Regions from separate parts of the Mus musculus genome. Here region 2 is linked to region 1. A link is a contact called in public Micro-C data. All regions are on one chromosome and are shown on one strand. The core of a region is the stretch at or near the end of the contact, and the rest is flanking DNA. Distances in the headings are between cores, read along the strand shown. Region 1 has its middle 3.2 kb from the start of Gm32946. Region 2 has its middle 16 kb from the start of Mgl2.

Region 1 (4,633 bases), core at 1,499-3,998:
CCAGTCGTGTCCTGCCATACCTACCCTTGGGCTCCTGAGGTAGAATTCATGTCCCTGATCATCTATGGTTCTCCAGTCCATTTTCTAAGTATCTACTTGGGCAACAGGCACATCCTGCCTGGCCTGTTCATGAGCCAGTCCAGATTTTAGCAAGGCCCAGGAGCCTATAGGCTGAATGTGCTCCTGAAAATCCTACACTGATGCTCTCTCTCCCTTCTTCTATTTTTTTTTTTTGTTGTTGTTTATTTGTTTTTTGAGACAGGGTTTCTCGTATAACCCGGGCTGTTCTGGAACTCACTCTGTAGAGCAGGATGGCCTCAAACTCAGAAATCCACCTCTCTCTGCCTCTGAAGTACTGGGATTAAAGGCGTGTGCCACCACTGCCCGGCTGATGCTCTCCCTTCACTATGATGGAATGGTGGGATTCAATGTTGGTGTCTTTGATTAGATTTAGATGAAGTCATGAGCGACTGGTCCCCATGATGGGATTGGGGCCTATGAGAAACTGTAAGAACACATACATCCACTCTTTCTGACCACCGTTGGATGTGATGTGGCCACCTGCAAGAGGGTTGCTGTTTGCAAACTAGAAAGAGCACCCTCACCAGATGCCGGACCTCCTGCTGAACTTCTTATTTTGACAGCTGACCTTCCCATATTTTGGAATTATAAGAAAGGAACGTTTGTCATTGAAAGCATTCATCTTAGAACTGAGATTAGTGTTACTATTTCAGTCATGATGTATTTCCCTTGAACCACTTAATTTTGAGGAATTCTCTTTTTTTTAAAAAATATTTTTTAAACTTATGTGAATACATGTGTGTCTCTGTGTGGATGTGCGCAGTTAGTGTAGATTTCCCCAAGCCAGAAGAGGATTCGATAGGACTGGACTCACAGCGGTTGTAAGTTCTTACCCCGAACTCCCACCTGGCTACTGGGAGCCTGGTCCTCTCCAAGAGCAGCAAGCACTCCTACCTGTCCTACCTGCTGAGCCTTCTCTCCAGTCCTGGACATGTCCTAATGACAACACATCTCCAAAAGATGGGGCTGGTCATGATGGCACATGCCTATCATTCTAGCCCTGGAGGCTGAGGCTGAGGCTGAGGCTGAGGCTGAGGCTGAGGCTGAGGCTGAGGCTGTGGCTGAGGTAGGACTGAGGAGTTCTAGACAACCTGGGCCATACAGGGATACCTTGCCCAAACAAAGAAACAAATGAACAAAAGCAAAACAAAATAAACCCCACAGGGTTTCTCTGTCCTGACTGGCTTCAAACTCACAACATCTACCTGCCTCTGGCTCACTAGTGCTGGGATTAAAGGCATGCATTACAAAACCTGGCTGGGATTTTGATTTCTTTGTTGAAGTTGTTGCTTGTCTAGAGAAGTGTGTTTAGTCATCAGCTCTGTACACGGGCCTATGAGGCAGGACAGCCTCAGACCAGCTTTTGTCAGAATAAGGACCTTTTGCCAGGTTACCTGCTGACTTCATCTAGGGAGGATATTAAATGTCAGTTTGGCTACACACACACACACACACACACACACACACACACACACACACACACACAAGCTTAATTTCCTGAAACCCAGCACCGCGTTTTATCTTTAAAAGCTAAGAACAAAAGCTATTGCTAGCAGGAGTTACAGGCAGGCTTGGTGGGTGAGATAGACCCCCACCTCCACCCTCTAGGGCGGATGGGATGCTGGAATCCGGTGGAAGCATGGATCACATTTAGCCAGACTCCCAGTCCAGGGACCACTGGGTTTACAGCAGGCTCCTGTAGCCTCCCAGACACCTCACTCCCACTCCCAATCCCCTTCGTGCCTGCCAGGCTGCGGCTGCAGACGAACTTTCACTACACTTTACTGGGCTTTGCAGGCAGGCAAGGAGCAGGATGAAAAGACTGAATGATTTTGGTGCTGGGATCCTTCCTCTCCATCCGCAGCAATGGACCCCATCTCCCCACAAAGGACAGGAGCGCAGTCTCAGCTGGTGGTTCTCAAATATGCTCTTTGGCCAATCAGAGCACCGCAAAGTCTGTTGCAGGCTGCGTCAAAAACATGCATGCCAGAAGCTTCATCTTCTACTAGGTTGAAGAGATGCTTGTAGCAGACTTGAGTGTTGAGGATCCACAGAGGCAGTTGGTTAAAGGAGCTGGCTGAGAAGATACACCTGGGGTGAGACGCTGAGAGAAACTACTGCAGGAGATTCTACTACCCACTCAGTGCGTGGCAGTGATGCCCGGGGAGTGGGATTTTGTTCTGCGTGGGAAGACCCCACCCCGGAGCAGAGCTCTGGGTAGGTGCTCTTGTTTACCTCCAACCCTGCAGTTCTCACTCAACGGCAAGAAAGGATGTGAACTGTTAGAGATAGGTAAGACCCAAGACGGCCGGCCTTTGGCCAGTGAACTTAGAACACAGTCGTCCTGGCTCTGGATCTGGTTCAGCATATCTGGATTGGAACCAGAAAACTGGTATCTTCTGAGGCCACGCCTCCTTGACCTCACCGCAAGCAGTTTTCCCTGGTCACTCTAAGAGTGACCACTATTGAAAGGAGCTGGGGGTGGGGTGTGTGTGTGTGTGTGTAAGTGGTCAACTTAGTCTTAGGAGTTTAATTATGGATTTTTAAAAAGAAGCTGTAAGAACTAACGGTCTAACATTTCACTTTAGTATTTAGGAAAGAGGCATAAATAGTATTGCGAAATGTTGCTTAAGGGCACCTGAAACTGGAGCTGTACCACACGGTGGCGCTGCTATCCTGAGTGTAGGCTGGGCCACTTCCTAATCTCCATGTGGCTAACAGTCTCCCCGCCGCTGGTATTCCTGACTTATTACTTACTAAGACCTATTTTCCATCTTGGCTGTCCCGGACCCAGACCTGCCGTGCTCCTGGGCCACGATCCCCAACTCTTACGTGATGGTTATGCTCTTTCTTCTGCACCTCTTAGGCCTTGTCTTTGCTCCTTTCCCAGAGTGATGGCTCTCTCCCTCCTCCCTCGGTCCCTTGCCTGGGAATTCTAAAGTCCTCCTTCTGTCTCCCTGCCCAGCCAGTGGCCACCGGCAACTTTATTTACCAATCAAAACCAATTGGGGGCAGGGTCCCTCACTATCTTATGTGCAGATTCCCATGTAATTTTGGGCACCCAATAAACACAATACAAGAGTTAGACCAAATCCACAACACTACCCAGCTGCAAACCTGTGACCCACAACAGTTGGCACATGGGTGAGATATATATAAAAATGCAATAAGTGGCATTTGCATGTTGGTGGAGTTGACATTCACTCGACAGAGGGCAACCATGCCTCGTACTGGAACTAGCTTCCCGGAACTAGCAAGGTCATAGAGCTGAGAAGAGAACGTATTACTACCACCATTGTTTTTATTTTTCAGAGACTACTTTTAATATGGGTTCTTAAACACTTTATCCTCCCTTCTAGGCTACCGCCCAGCAGAGGCAGTGGGAAAGAGAGGTTATTAGGATACGGGGAAGTCAACCTGTTTAGAAAATCAACAGTCCAGTTCACAGGTCAACATCGGCAGCTAGATACACTCGAAAACACTTCACAGATATACAGTCAGTCAGTTCAGGAGTGTTGGAATAGCAAACACAAATCAGCAGCTGTGGCATGACCTAGCAGATATAGCCAGGCCTCCGCTGACTCAGCATGAGTCAGCAGGGACACCAGGAGTTCTTTGCTGTGTCTCTCTCAACAAAGTGAAGATCTGTGAAGATACTACAAGCATTGCAAAGCTAGCTGTGCAAGCCCCCATCACTCTCCGTCGAGTCCTATTTATACTCTCTCCAAACATCATGTGTCCTCCATGGATCTTGCCTCATCACATGTCTTGCCTCAGCATGTGAGTCTGTCTTAACAAAACTCCACGTGAGTCTGGACCGGCTGACATCACTCTGCCAATCGACCCGAGTCCGGGGAAGTGGCAAGAAGCCGCCAGCACACCACCAGAGGTTTTTGGTGTGTTTCTCTCTATGGATTCATGGCAAGCAGAGCTCATCATTGCCATGTAAGGTGAACCAATACATGCCTGTCATTAGTGAAGCATCCTTCATCACGCATCCTTTCATGTGCAAAGGATGAAAAACATCCTTTCCCCTGTGTCTGCTTCAGAAAAACAGTCCTTCATGTGTTTGCCTCAGCAAAACAACAACCAACACAACTGACTTTCCAAAGAAACTGTAAGTTTCCACTTCATACCACTTTGCTAGACAAGCATAACTTCTTCCATCATTCTAAATCTTATCCTGTAGGTATCACACCTGTCAAAGGAGCCTCTCCTGGCAGCGAATGGAGACCACCACAGAAGACCACAACTGGACACAATGCAGAGACCAATAGATTGTAGGAGGCCCAGCCATGATGGAATATATCTACATCACAGCTCCTGCACCTATCTATGGCTTAGGGAACATTGTGGAAAAGGGGGCAAAGGGTTGTAAGATGCAGGATACAGAAAGTGAAACAGTCTTTTGTAGGCATGGCTGTGTAAACAAGGCCAGAGCAATGATGATATTGATGGATAGGTTAACATGGAAGGGGGAAGTTTTCATGGAGGCCCACCCCTAGACGACCTACAGGAAACTAATGACTGCTGGGAGAGAGACAATTGGCTT
Region 2 (4,633 bases), core at 1,134-3,633, 40 kb after region 1:
GTGTATGTGAGCCTGTATATGTGTCAATATGTATGTGTATATGAGTATCTATGTGTGTATTGTGTGGGCAAATGTATGTGTGTGTCAGTGTGTATGTGTTGGGATATGTTTGTGGTGTATTGCATGTGAGTGTCCAAGCCACACTTATGGAGGCCAGAACAAGAAACCCGAGTGTTTTCCTATCACACTTTGGCTCCTTGACACAGGGTCTCCCATTGAACCTGATGTTTGCCGTTTTGTTTAGACTGGGTGGCCAGGGAGCTTTGGAGGTCTCTTTACCTGTCTCTGCCCCCCAGTTCTGGAAGTGGCAGGCACACACACAGCCATGGCTATAACTTGGGGCTGGGGATTCATGCTTTCAGGGCAAGCACCCTCTTATTTTTTCCTCCCCCGACCCCCAGGGCAAGAACCCTCAACCACTGAGCCATTCCTAGCTCCAGAAGTCTCTATCTGTTGTAGACACGGAGTCCCTGTTGGGTTTGCAGGCTGCAAATATCTTCTCCAGCCCTATGGCTTGTTTGGTCAGCCTCCCAACAGAAGTCATTTCCCCAAAAGAATGCAGCATAGCTAGTAAGGTCCTGGGCTTGCTTACGGAACTGAGAACAGTGACATGGTCACACAAAGCAGGAGGCTAAATTCTTTTCCTGTTTTTCATAGAAATTTGGTTAGATCTCCACAAAGTGACCATGTATTCTGAAGCTGGAAGCATAGGTGTGTGTGTGTGTGTGTGTGTGTGTGTGTGTGTGTGTGTGTGTGTACTGGCTGGCTTTGTATGTCAACTCGACACAAACTGGAGTTATCACAGAGAAAGGAGCCTCCCTTGAGGAAATGCCTCCATACGATCCAGCTACAAGGCATTTTCTCATTTCGTGATCAAGGTGGGAGGGCCCATTGTGGGTGGTGCCATCCCTGGGCTGGTGGTCATGAGTTCTATAAGAAAGCAAACTGAGCAAGCCAGGGGAAACAAACCAGTAAGAAACATCCCTCTATGGCCTCTGCATCAGCTCCTGCTTCCTGACCTATTTGAGTTCCAGTCCTGACATCCTTTAGTGATGAACAGCAGTATGGAAGTGTAAGCTGAATAAACCTTTTCCTCCCCAACTTGCTTCTTGGTCATGATGTTTTGTGCAGGAATAGAAACCCTGACTAAGACAGTGGTTGTCCTAGGAAGAGGTAAAAGCAAGTACCCCCTGGTGGAGATAATTTCTAGAGAGTTCTTACATATTGTGGGGTAGCCGCCCACTTTTTCCCCCATGGGAAAGGGAAATGCTTTTTCATACCTTCCCTAGCTAGATGGTGGCGCCCCGAAGGACACCTGTGCAGAGACGGCTGTCTGCATGGAGTAAGTCAGGCCTCTCCCCAGAAGGCCTCATGGGAGCCAAGGTGACAATACTGTTGAGGTGCCACAGACTGCCGAGGCTTCAGTGGAACAAGAAATATTTTGTCTTTCTGTTTCTGTTTTGTTTTGAAGCAGGGTCTCACTCTATGGCCTGGGATGGCTTTGAACTTGCACTAAGTTTCATGCCTCAGCCTCTTTGGTGCTGAGATCATAGGCAGTTGCCAGCAGCCCTGCCTCTTAAGGTAAGGCTGTGGTTATGCCTTGGGGTTTTCGTGGTAGCCATAAGGAAAGAGACTCATTTCTGTTTCTTGTCGGGAAAATCTGAAAGCAAATGCCTGGGCAATTGCCTGCCCCACGCACTGGCTGATCAGGCTGCTCTTGGCTGCCTTACAGGGCAAGGATGTCAGAGAACAAGAACTTGGGAGGCTGGAAGCCACATCTCCAATGATTGCCGTCTAGGTAGATTGTCAGAGAGGACTGCAATCAGGGCCAGAGCAAGGTGAACCACCTTCACGCGGCAGAAGAGCCCACAGGTGCTTCGAGAAACGTCTGCAAAGCCTTTTAAAGTTCTGGTTCTGGATGCTTGCTGGGACGGACACTGGCCTCATGTCCTTGGGTCCATGTCTCCTTTGTCCTTGAGGCTCAGTGAGGAGAACAGGAAAAGATGGAAGGGAGAGAGGAACTGTTATCTGACCACCGACCCCTTGCCTTCTGAAACATTCTGGGATGATGACCTTTGAGAGTGACTCATTACGGTGTGCTCTGTGGACTGGCTGTTACGGGTGGGGAGAGGCAGGATGAAGGAAGGGAGGAAGGTCAAGAAAGGTCAAGGGAAGCCGACTGTAAGGTAAGAATTCTGGAGAAAGTGATTCATTAGGAAGTGTTTGTAGGCAATTTCGAACCAAGTGTCACATGGTGATAAGAATGATGAGAACACAGACCACGCTCTGGAGCACTTCCAATTAAGCAGAGGGCACCACACCCATTAGCCTTTGGCTAGCAGCTGTGGTTGGCAAGAGCATAAAATCCTAAGCTAACTTCTGCTCTCTGTGCTCAGATGACGTAGGAGGACAATCAGTCCTCTGTTGAAGAGGCATGGATGCTGGCTGTGAATGAAACCCTGGTGTTGGAGAGATGGCTCAGTGCTGAAGGGTATGAGGACCAGAGTTCATTCCCCAGCCTCCATCTCAGACAGCTCACAAACGCCCAGCTCCAGTGGCCCCGATGCCTCCGGCCTCCCCAGGGAACCTGTACTCACATGCTGCTCACCTCTGAGTACACATAACTGGAAATAGTAAAAAATAAAAAAAAATTAAATTCTACTCAGACCCCACTGTGCATGGAGTGAAAGGATAGGAGGAGTCTGAGCAAAGTCCTTTCTTACCCTGTGAGCTACGGCTCCATCCGTGGTGGAGCCCAACCAAGTTTGTACAAAGCTTTGCTGGGATGTGAGATAGGAAAATCAGCTTTCGGGCTGGAGGGATGGCTCAGCACTTAAGAGCACAAGTTGTTCTTGCAGAAGGCCCGGCCTCAGTTCCCAGCATCCACACAGTGGCTCACAACTGCCTGTGACTCCAGTGCCAAGAGATGGGATGCTCTCTTCTCCCCACAGGCATCTGGCACACGCATGGTGTACAGATACATATGCAGGCAAAACAGTCATACACAGAAAGATAAAAGTATCTTTATTTAAAAAAAATTTTTTTTTAAGTTTGGCTTTAGTCTTAGCTGGACTTCTGAGATCCTGGAATTAAGATTAACCATTGTTGTTGCTCAATATATATGAAAGACACACGTATCAAGTTTACTGGCATGGGTGTGAGTGACAGGTGTGTGAGATGTGGGATCAGAGCAGCCTCCAGTAAGAAACTCTCCTGCCCTGGGCCAGAGCTATCATGGGCCCCGTGGAGCCCTGTCTGTTCAGACCACAGTTTTAGGCTGTGTTAAGTTCAAGTTGGGATACCCTAGAGGCAGACAGTGGTATGCTCACGACAGTTAGTGGTACTTCCAGTTATGGTATTCTCCTCCAGTAACCTCTTGCACTGAGTTTTCAGACTCCTCCCAATATGGAAGTGTGTGCATCAGTCAGGCTTTATAGTTATAGTCTACGCTGGTTAATGTTTATTGTCAGCCTGACACAATCTAGCATCACTTGGATAGAGAAAACATCAGTTGAGGAACTTCCCAGGTCAGACTGGCTTGTGGCCATGTCTTGATTGATGACTGATGTGCGAGGGCTCAGCCTACTGTGGGTGGCACCATCCCTACGCAGGTGGGTCTGTTAATAAGAAAGGTAGAGGAGGGGCTGGGGAGAGGGCTCAGTGGTAAAGAGTGTTGGCTGTGCTTCTAGACATTCAATTCCCAGAACCCACATAGTAGCCCAGCACCAGGGGATCCCGCACCCTTTTCTGGTCTCCTTGGGTACTTCACACAAGTGTTGGGCATACACACATGCAGGCAAACCATCCATGCACATAAAATAAAAATAAATAAATCTAAGGAAGGGAGGGAGGGAGGGAGGGAGCTAGATGAACAGGAGCCAGTGGCTGAATGAAGCAGTAACTGCACCCTTCCATGGATTCTTGCTTATATCGCCTTCAGTGATGGACTGTGACCAGAAGCTAAGCAAACCCTTTCCTCCCAGGTTGCTTTTGGCCAGAGGGTTTTATTACAGCAACAGGAAGCAAACCAGGACATACTAGATTGGAGAGAAATAGTGGGATGCGTTTATTCCATTTCACCTGGAACTTGAAGCCCTTGAGTTTGAAGACCTAAAATAAAAAAATGTTGTGTGTTTAAAGTAGAAGTATAGGCCAACCACTGTAAATGAGTCAATAAAGATGTGTAAAAAGTTCATGTGTTTTAAAATTAAGCAATAAATTTAAAATTAAAATATAAGCCCCAGGGGCTGGGGGGGGGGGGGAGTTTAGAGCAATGACTGCTCTTGCAGAGGACCTGGGTTTGATTCCCAGCACCTACATGGTGGCTCACAGCCATCCATAACTCCAGTTTCATGGAACCCAAAGCCACTGATCTCTGCAATTACCAGAATTACATATATGCAGGAAAACCATTTATATACATACATAAAAAACTCTAAAAAATAAATAAAATAACTATAAGATTCAAATAAGTTGTCACAATATAAATTAGACAATTTTTTTGAACTGGGTGAAAATGAGAGTATGAGCCATCAAGATGGATTTTGCAGCATTCAATGCTTTAATAATTGCTGTTTGGAGTTGTAAAGACTTTCTTCTAAATCACCCCTCGGACACTGAAAGCCGTAAATAG

The links. A called contact is a pair of places that touch in the nucleus more often than the background predicts.
Region 2: a contact with region 1 is called in a Micro-C map of the HL-1 cell line, with 2.6 times the contacts expected there. The contact joins two enhancer-like sites. A contact is called at or near these places in 9 of 39 promoter capture datasets (3T3-L1-derived adipocytes, the C10 cell line, the HPC-7 cell line and 5 more), 4 of 15 datasets of contacts at CTCF or cohesin (CD8 T cells, the G1E-ER4 cell line, embryonic stem cells and 1 more), 97 of 484 Hi-C or Micro-C datasets (8-cell embryo, the AML12 cell line, the AtT-20 cell line and 45 more), 4 of 115 datasets of contacts at active chromatin or transcription factors (CD8 T cells, embryonic stem cells, hepatocytes and 1 more) and 3 of 9 other capture datasets (adipose tissue, liver and pancreatic islet).

What each region holds. Positions count from the first base shown.
Region 1 is chr11:70,072,108-70,076,740 of GRCm38.p6, forward strand. No RefSeq gene overlaps it. Among named protein-coding and RNA genes, the nearest start is that of Gm32946, 3.2 kb to the right of the region's middle. Within about 2 kb of position 2,749, at least 39 of the 459 cell types and tissues checked have an H3K27ac peak or open chromatin away from gene starts, as enhancers often do. A contact at or near this core is called in the C2C12 cell line, the HL-1 cell line, adipose tissue and 2 more, where this site is marked.
Region 2 is chr11:70,112,443-70,117,075 of GRCm38.p6, forward strand. No RefSeq gene overlaps it. Among named protein-coding and RNA genes, the nearest start is that of Mgl2, 16 kb to the right of the region's middle. Within about 2 kb of position 2,384, at least 37 of the 459 cell types and tissues checked have an H3K27ac peak or open chromatin away from gene starts, as enhancers often do. A contact at or near this core is called in the C2C12 cell line, the HL-1 cell line, adipose tissue and 2 more, where this site is marked.